Linked DNA regions of Xenopus laevis: region 1 is linked to region 2. The links are chromatin contacts, called in public Hi-C maps. All regions are on one chromosome and are shown on one strand. The core of a region is the stretch at or near the end of the contact, and the rest is flanking DNA. Distances in the headings are between cores, read along the strand shown.

Evidence for each region. A called contact is a pair of places that touch in the nucleus more often than the background predicts.
Region 1: a contact with region 2 is called in a Hi-C map of the XL177 cell line, with 3 times the contacts expected there. The contact joins the promoter of hsdl1.L here to the enhancer-like site in region 2. A contact is called at or near these places in 2 of 4 Hi-C or Micro-C datasets (the XL177 cell line and the XTC cell line).

The regions. Positions count from the first base shown.
Region 1 is chr4L:41,004,449-41,008,283 of Xenopus_laevis_v10.1, forward strand. hsdl1.L (inactive hydroxysteroid dehydrogenase-like protein 1) reads left to right here and starts at 1,861. Exons shown (of 5, transcript XM_018257816.2): 1 at 1,861-1,951.
Region 2 is chr4L:40,876,273-40,879,899 of Xenopus_laevis_v10.1, forward strand. All of the region lies in intron 1 of LOC108714002 (5-hydroxytryptamine receptor 3A), which reads left to right. Among protein-coding and RNA genes, the nearest start is that of LOC108714002, 10 kb to the left of the region's middle. Within about 2 kb of position 1,294, at least 1 of the 7 cell types and tissues checked has an H3K27ac peak or open chromatin away from gene starts, as enhancers often do.

The DNA of each region.
Region 1 (3,835 bases), core at 611-3,110, 130 kb after region 2:
CTAAACCGGGTTGCTATCGATGTATAAACTATACTTCTTGCAGGCAAATGCTTACTAGTTCACATTTTACCCATCCACATTCAGGCAAAACTATTCCTATAAAACACAGAGTCACTTGTACTTCCTAGTTTGTTGTTTGTATTATCAACTGCCCCTGTGGACTTGTTTATGTAGGGAAAACAATTAGGACTTTTAGGGATCGAATGGCAAATCACTGGTCAGCAATTCGAATGGCTTTGGCATCAGACAAGGGTGACCAGGGCTGGGCCAACCCGGCCAGGCGCCCTAGGTAGCTTGGCCAGGCATAACGCCCTCAAGCGCACATGCGCGAAAAAGCCAAATGTGCGCATACGCATAAGAACCGGAGACGCACACACGCCGCCATACATCTGCCGGACTAGGTGGTAGGAGAAGCAGAGAAGGCGCGTGCCTGGCACGGTGGCACCCCCCCAGCTTTGTGCCCTAGGCATGTGCCTACTCTGCCTACCCCTAGTTCCGGCCCTGAGGATGACACTCCAGTGGCAAAACATATTCTAGAACTTAAACATACTCTATCTTGTTTAAAATGTATGATCATAGACTTTGTGCCCGTGAAAGGTTACAAACAAAACTTAAATGGATACATCGATTGGATACCCTGAGCCCTAGGGGACTGAAAGAACTTATTTCTCATGCCTCTTTTTATTGAAATTTACTGCCATTTATATGAATTGTGATATGGGGTTACAATTTGCCATGGCTATAGTTTTTTGGGAATTTGCACATTCTTTGTGGTGGTTGCTTTATAGTTGGCTCTAACACTGAAAGATATGAATATATATCTTTTCCTTTTACTTTTCCTTTTTCTTCTTTTTCCTTTTTTCTGTTTTTATTTTTTGTCTTTTATGATCATGGTATAGCATCCCTTTATGTGCCTTTGTACAATTATTAATCTTACCATCTATGTGATGTGATGACAGCGAGATAATATTGTGATGGATGGGAATCCAGTCACACTCTTAGTGGACACACCTCTTTCTGTGACAGATGACTTTGGATATATATATATATATATATATATATATATATATATATATATATATATATACTGCCGTTTGACATTCTTTTTGAATGGATGAGATGTCATATGCCCCTGTGAAGAGGACTAACTATTATGGTCCTGTATATGTAAGAGGTGGCTAACCCCATCTAGTATCCCACACCACATACGAACCCCCAGTCTGTTTGTCCGCTGATAGAATTGTATATTCTTTGTATTATGTGGTCATATGCCCCAGTTTGTCAATAGACTACTTATATTGGTCCTGTTAATACAGTAGTTGGCAGACCCCATGTAAAATCTTATGCTATTTTCTCTTGTGAGTTGGTGCCCTCTATTATGATTACAAACACTTTGAATTTATTGCCTTTCCACAAGATCTGGAGAGCAAGATACAATATAAGTGTTGCGCTATATAAGTACTATAATTCTATGTATCTTGAAGTTGATGCTATAAAAAAATGTATTTTTTTGCACAGTTCTAGCTCTGCTCTGTGTTGTTAAATCTTTTTTGTCTGTACTGATGTACGGTTGTTTACTCATTTAAATGGTGGTAGCTCTTAAAGTAAAGTCAGTGTATTAACTTTGAGCATTACGTTGCACAAGTGGTTATTTTATTTTTCAAAGCACTTTTTCTATCTTTATGTAACTAATTTGGCATTAATATTAAGTATTGATATGTGAGATTAACAATGAACTTTAGAAGTTAGTATTTTCTGGCCTTGAATTTTGACAAGGTAGCTAGCTACCACTAGTAGTCCATAGCAACTGCTGCAGCTGATTCTACCCCCTGGTAACACCCCCTTGCCTATTCACACACACAGCAGTATTTCTCCCACAGACTGACTGATCTGTTGTGAGCCAATGCAGACTGCAGTACTCTTTTTTTTAAGACTGACTCTCTGATCTTTTGTGAGTTATTTTCTAGGATTACTTTCTATTAATTTATAATAATTATGGAGACTTAATGTGCAACATGTAGAATATCTGTGAGTGGTTCTCTTGTATAACTTTTGTGAATAAGCATTTGTAACACATAGTGAGATAGCGCATTGTTTATATGAAGTTACAATGGTTTTTTGAATTGGAATATTTATGGTTTTAAAAGTATATCTTTGTTATGATAAGATATCTTAGTGTTGCCACATGATATTTATTTAGATTTTTTTTCTTTTGGTGGATTTGTTTGGGTTAATTGGTAGCTAATTATATGCATGTCTTACTTTGGTCTAATTATCATTGAAGATGTCACTCCATGCACTTTCCCACCTTTTGGTGTTTAAGGGCTCTTACACACGGCCGTTCCGACCTGCGCTCCCCTGCGTTCCGTTTTTTGGCGTTCAGCCGCAGGGGAGCGCAGGAATAGACGCAAGTCATTATTTGAAATGGGGCTGTACTCACTCAGGCGCGTGTAGGCGCCGAACGCAGGTTCAGACGCAACATGCTGCATTTTTCCTGCGTTCGGCGCCTACACGCGCCTGAGTGAGTACAGCCCCATTTCAAATAATGACTTGCGTCTATTCCTGCGCTCCCCTGCGGCTGAACGCCAAAAAACGGAACGCAGGGGAGCGCAGGTCGGAACGGCCGTGTGTAAGAGCCCTAATAGACACACAGCAGTAAATGCCAGTTCCCCAGACAAATTGTAATCTTTTTGGTTTGGTTCCCAGCAGGCATGGACTGGCAATCTGTCCGTATGGGCAGATGCCAGAGGCGTAGGGTTGCCACCATTGCTAGAGGCTAAATCTGTACAGGGGGAGGGGCAGATAGCATTGGTGGTCGGGCAGTGATGATGGGGGTGGGCATGATGACATCAGAGGAAGGAACAATGATGTCAGTGGTGTTATGACGCCGGGGTGGGGTTAGTGCATCACTTAATGCAAATGCCTCAATTTCTGTTCAGTTTTCGGAATGTTTTGGGATCCATTATACAGAAATTGGTTATCAAGAAAGATTATTGTTCGGGTTTCATAAAGCTGAAAAACGAAAAGGACTTAGAAAACCCGAACTGTTCGGGTCAAAACCAAACAGGTGGAAACCCTACCCGCTCTATTTTTTTGTTAAATGGGCTGCTCCTGATCTACTGTCTGGGAGTCATCTGATCTACTGCCGGAGCAAGTCCCCTTCCCCTGCCCTTTGTACTGACTGTGTGGAGCAATGAAACAGATCTTAATATGTAGCCACAGTCTCCTGTACTTCTCCTTACAATCAGCTCTCGGCTAGCAGGCTGCAAACAGCAGACATGATCAGTGGATTGCAGAGTGAGCACCATATTGCACTGTCTGCTGTTTACAGCCTACCAGTCAAGAGCTGATTGTTAGGTGAAGTACAGGAGACAGAGGGGCTACATAAAGATCTGTTTCACTGCTCCACACGGTCAGTACAAAGGTGGGGGAAGGGGACTTGCTCAGGCAGAGTACTGAAAGTTACAAGTCTTTGCAAGCAAGGAGGGAGGGTGTATAAGGAAGGTGCCGAGGCAATACAACAATCTGGTAACGTAAAAGGCAGATTTATTGCAATGATTTATTTAATTTTAAAAGAAAAAGGGCTAACACATCAAAGAGCAGGGCATCAATTTTTAGTTGAGAACACCTGCAGCCCCATCCCTTGTTTTTTCAAATGCAATGGCACAGTTTGTAAATGGCTTTGAATCATGTGGTAAAGGAGAGGAGAGGTGGAGAATTAAAACAGCCAATCTGCATATGAAGTCTGTAGAAGTTCAGCAGGCAGAGAAACACTCAGTCAGGATCCTTGCTTGTCACAGTCATCTGAAATTCCCACCCCTCAGGCACACAGACT
Region 2 (3,627 bases), core at 44-2,543:
GCATTGCAGTCAGTTTGTTTAGTGACAGGGTAGAATGGGTATTTGAGCTGGTCTCCAAGCCTCAAATGGGGGCTCTTTAGCCAACATACTTGATTTGTTCTTTGTACCTCCAAATACAAGGCTGTCAACCTGAAAGAGAGAGCCATAGCAGCGGAATCTGTGGTGTGCAGCCAGGCCTTTCCTCGCACCAGAACGCTCACTTGCCATACACATTACCATATTGTGATATAGTGTGGTAGTGACATAAATGAGGTAACTACCAGGAAAATAGGGGGAGTTAAGAGCTCTGTGAATGTTGCACTGTGCACTGGTGAGTGGTTAAATTAATGGGGTATGCTTCCAATCCACATGACAGTGACTGTGTGTAGCTCCTCATTTTCTGGTATAGTGGGGTGCTTTGCTTGTGTCTAAGGGTCAGTACCACCATTACAATGAGAAGACATTGGAGGTACTGTGTGCACTGTATATTAGTAGACTTAAAGGAGAAACAGACCCCTTATTAAAAAAAAAATGCTCCTAACTGTTCCAAGTTATAAACCTGTATAGCAAATAAAATTAAATGGTTGCTGCTCACATGCTGTATGCTATTAGTTTCAGCTAGAGGGAGTATGTGGGTAACATGTAATCCTTGGCCATTCAATAAAACAAATCCAGAAAGAACATAGCCCTACTTCAGCTCATGATTTAACTAAGTAAGGTGTACAGTATTTAGTGTGAAAAACTACTAGAGAAGCAAATTTTTTCTTTCACTTCCAGATGGACTAGTCATATCCTTGGTATTCATAACACATGAGGTAAAGTAAATGACACTGTACCCTTTTGAAAAGTTCAATGGTTCTTGCCCTGTCCTTGGCAGCTATGAAATTATGGCCACCAAATTGAAATTTACACTTCAGGGTTTCTTCACTCACATAAAATACCCTGTACAGGCATATAATTTACCAAGTATTTGGTATTGCATATAATGCTGAATCTTATATTAAAGGGTGGCCGTCACCCAAAAAAATTATTCAAAATCCTATTTTATCACATTAGTCAAGCAAAATGAACTTTAATTACACTATATAAGAATAGGGAGCATGAAGCAGTATATTTTTAGATCAGAGCTGTATATATTTAACAGGGAACCTATAAACTGTTGTATTTGAAGGTAAATTGATCTAACCAAATCAGCATTGGACCAGAGATATTACCTCAGGGGGCCCCTCAACCAATGGCATACTGCAGAGCCCGCAGTCGTGGGGGGGCTCGGGGAACAAAGGTCTGCTGCATGGAATTTCCTAATTCTGGCTCGTTTTGCCTCCTAATTTTCAGCCACCACAATGAAACAAGTGGCTCGAGCAGAGGCAGCCAACAGCAGGGGTGGGAGGGAGGCACTGACACAGAAACTCAACCACCAGTTTTGGCAAATGACCCCCCAAAGTGTCAGTTTGTATTATTGTCCAGTTGGGGACAGTTGGTGATAGTTGCTCTCAGTATATGTTTGTGCCAGTTAATTTCAGTCCTCTCAATGTCCATTGGTAACAGCTGGTGAAAGTTGGTTTCATTGTCCATTTTGTGACATTTGGGGGGTTATTTATTAAAACTTTAATTTATCTCATCTTTTTATTAAAGCAAGCTCGACCAAAGTCCCATCCATGATTTTAATTTATTTATCAATAAAATAACTCGAAAATTTCGGTGCAGGAAAAGGGTTGAAAAAAAGGAGCAAAAACTTGAAACATACATATTTTTCGGATTTTACTCCCAAATCACTCTTTTTTTCAGGTTATCGCCCGAAAACCCCAAATTTTACAGATTATCAGACGAAACCCAGGGCAGATCACCATATCTTCAAATTGTAAAAGGGACATCTGCCATTGACTTCTACATGACCTAAGCAGGTTTGAGATGGCAGATTTTCAGATTCTGAGTTTTATCAAAGTTTAGTAAATAACCTCCTTGGTTTCAGATGGTGGTATTTGGTGTCTACTGGTGTCAGTTGGTGATAGTTTGTGCTAGTGACAACGTGTGCCATTGTCTAGCAAAGGTACACTGGTCAATCCTCCATGGTATCCAAATGACCAAGGGGTCAAGTTGGAGTATACTGTACAAGAAGGCATAAACATACATAGCCACCTAGCATTGTTCTTTTCTTTTGGGCTAACCGCTGAAATAATCAGAACTGCAGAAAAGTGAAGGTCGTGCAACTTATTTCATCTGCACCATGCACCCACTGACTGAAAAAGGAAAGATCATCTGGTTAATCAGCCAAAATGCCCGACCAAATCTAATCATGTATGGTCAGTTTTAGTCATAGCAGCCAATCAGGGATGTTTTCATTGTTCTGTCTGCCCGAGAACAGTAAAAGATAACTTCTGATTATCTGTAATTGTTTACTTTAACTAGCTTTGCAATTAGGGCATTTGTCATTATTAGACATATGTTTCATGGTAATAATATAATATGCATGTAGGTTGTTTAATTGTGTATAATACATATTACCAGTCTGATATTTTACATTGTTGTTAAATTCAACAGATCCTGTTTGATTTCTTTGCAGGATATATAGACACAAGTAATGGTTTCATATATTTGGCTAAAAATGGGAAGTTATCTGTTTAAGACCCGTTAAATCAAAATCCACGCCTAAGAATGATCTGAGATGACTTCGAATTGTATATTATATATGTACTTATACTTTACTTAAAGCCCACTGTTTTACATCTGACTATGTAACTTTTCACAGGAGAATATCATCAAAACTATCTCACTTAACAGATGCACTTTGTACCCAGGGTAGTGTGTTTTTTAAATAAAGAGGAGCACTATCCCAGGGTAACAGGTAAGTGACTGGAATCACTGGGGAAGGGGTGCCTCACACCTTCCTTCACCTTTCCTTATGCTTTTATTTTGATTCACAGCTATAGAAACTGGGACATATAAGGACACACAGAATACAATTTGGCAGTTACTCAATTGGATAGAAAAGCTGTTCAGTGACCTGGAGCTGCAGATTAGAGCAGATGTTCTGGTGAGACCAGTACAGCAAGTCGCAGCCCTTGACTAACATCTGTGTCTGTAATACAATGTATTCTTCCAGTAACTTAAATAGCATCATACAGATACAGGTTTAAGACATAATAACTAAAGTTCATAATCAGGGCTGGACTAGGGGTCTGCACATCATCTCCATGAGCATTAAATTCATTGTCACAGTTGTAAGTTGGGCCACATGGACATAGATTTTTAAAAGAAGAAAGAATTCTGGAAATAATGTTTTTTAATTGTATTCTTTATTTAATTAAACAAATGATTGTTATAACAGTAGTCCAGCCTGTACTTAAAGACTGTGAAATTGGCATCAATATTAAAGAGATGGAAGTCCCTAAAACTCATCTGACCTCACTAAATGAGCAGATGTTAATGAACAAATGTTAATGGGCAGTACAAAAAGGAGGAGTGGTATGTCCATTTGTTAGGCAGGATTTAAAAGCTTATATAAATGAGAAGGTGATGTTAGAAAATGAGTGGGCAGATGTCGTATGGGTGGAGTTCTTAACCAATTGTAAAGAGTCCAGCAAATTAATTGTAGGAGTATGCTATAGACCCCCTAATGTAAGTGAGGAGGAGGCTAAGCCAGTAACG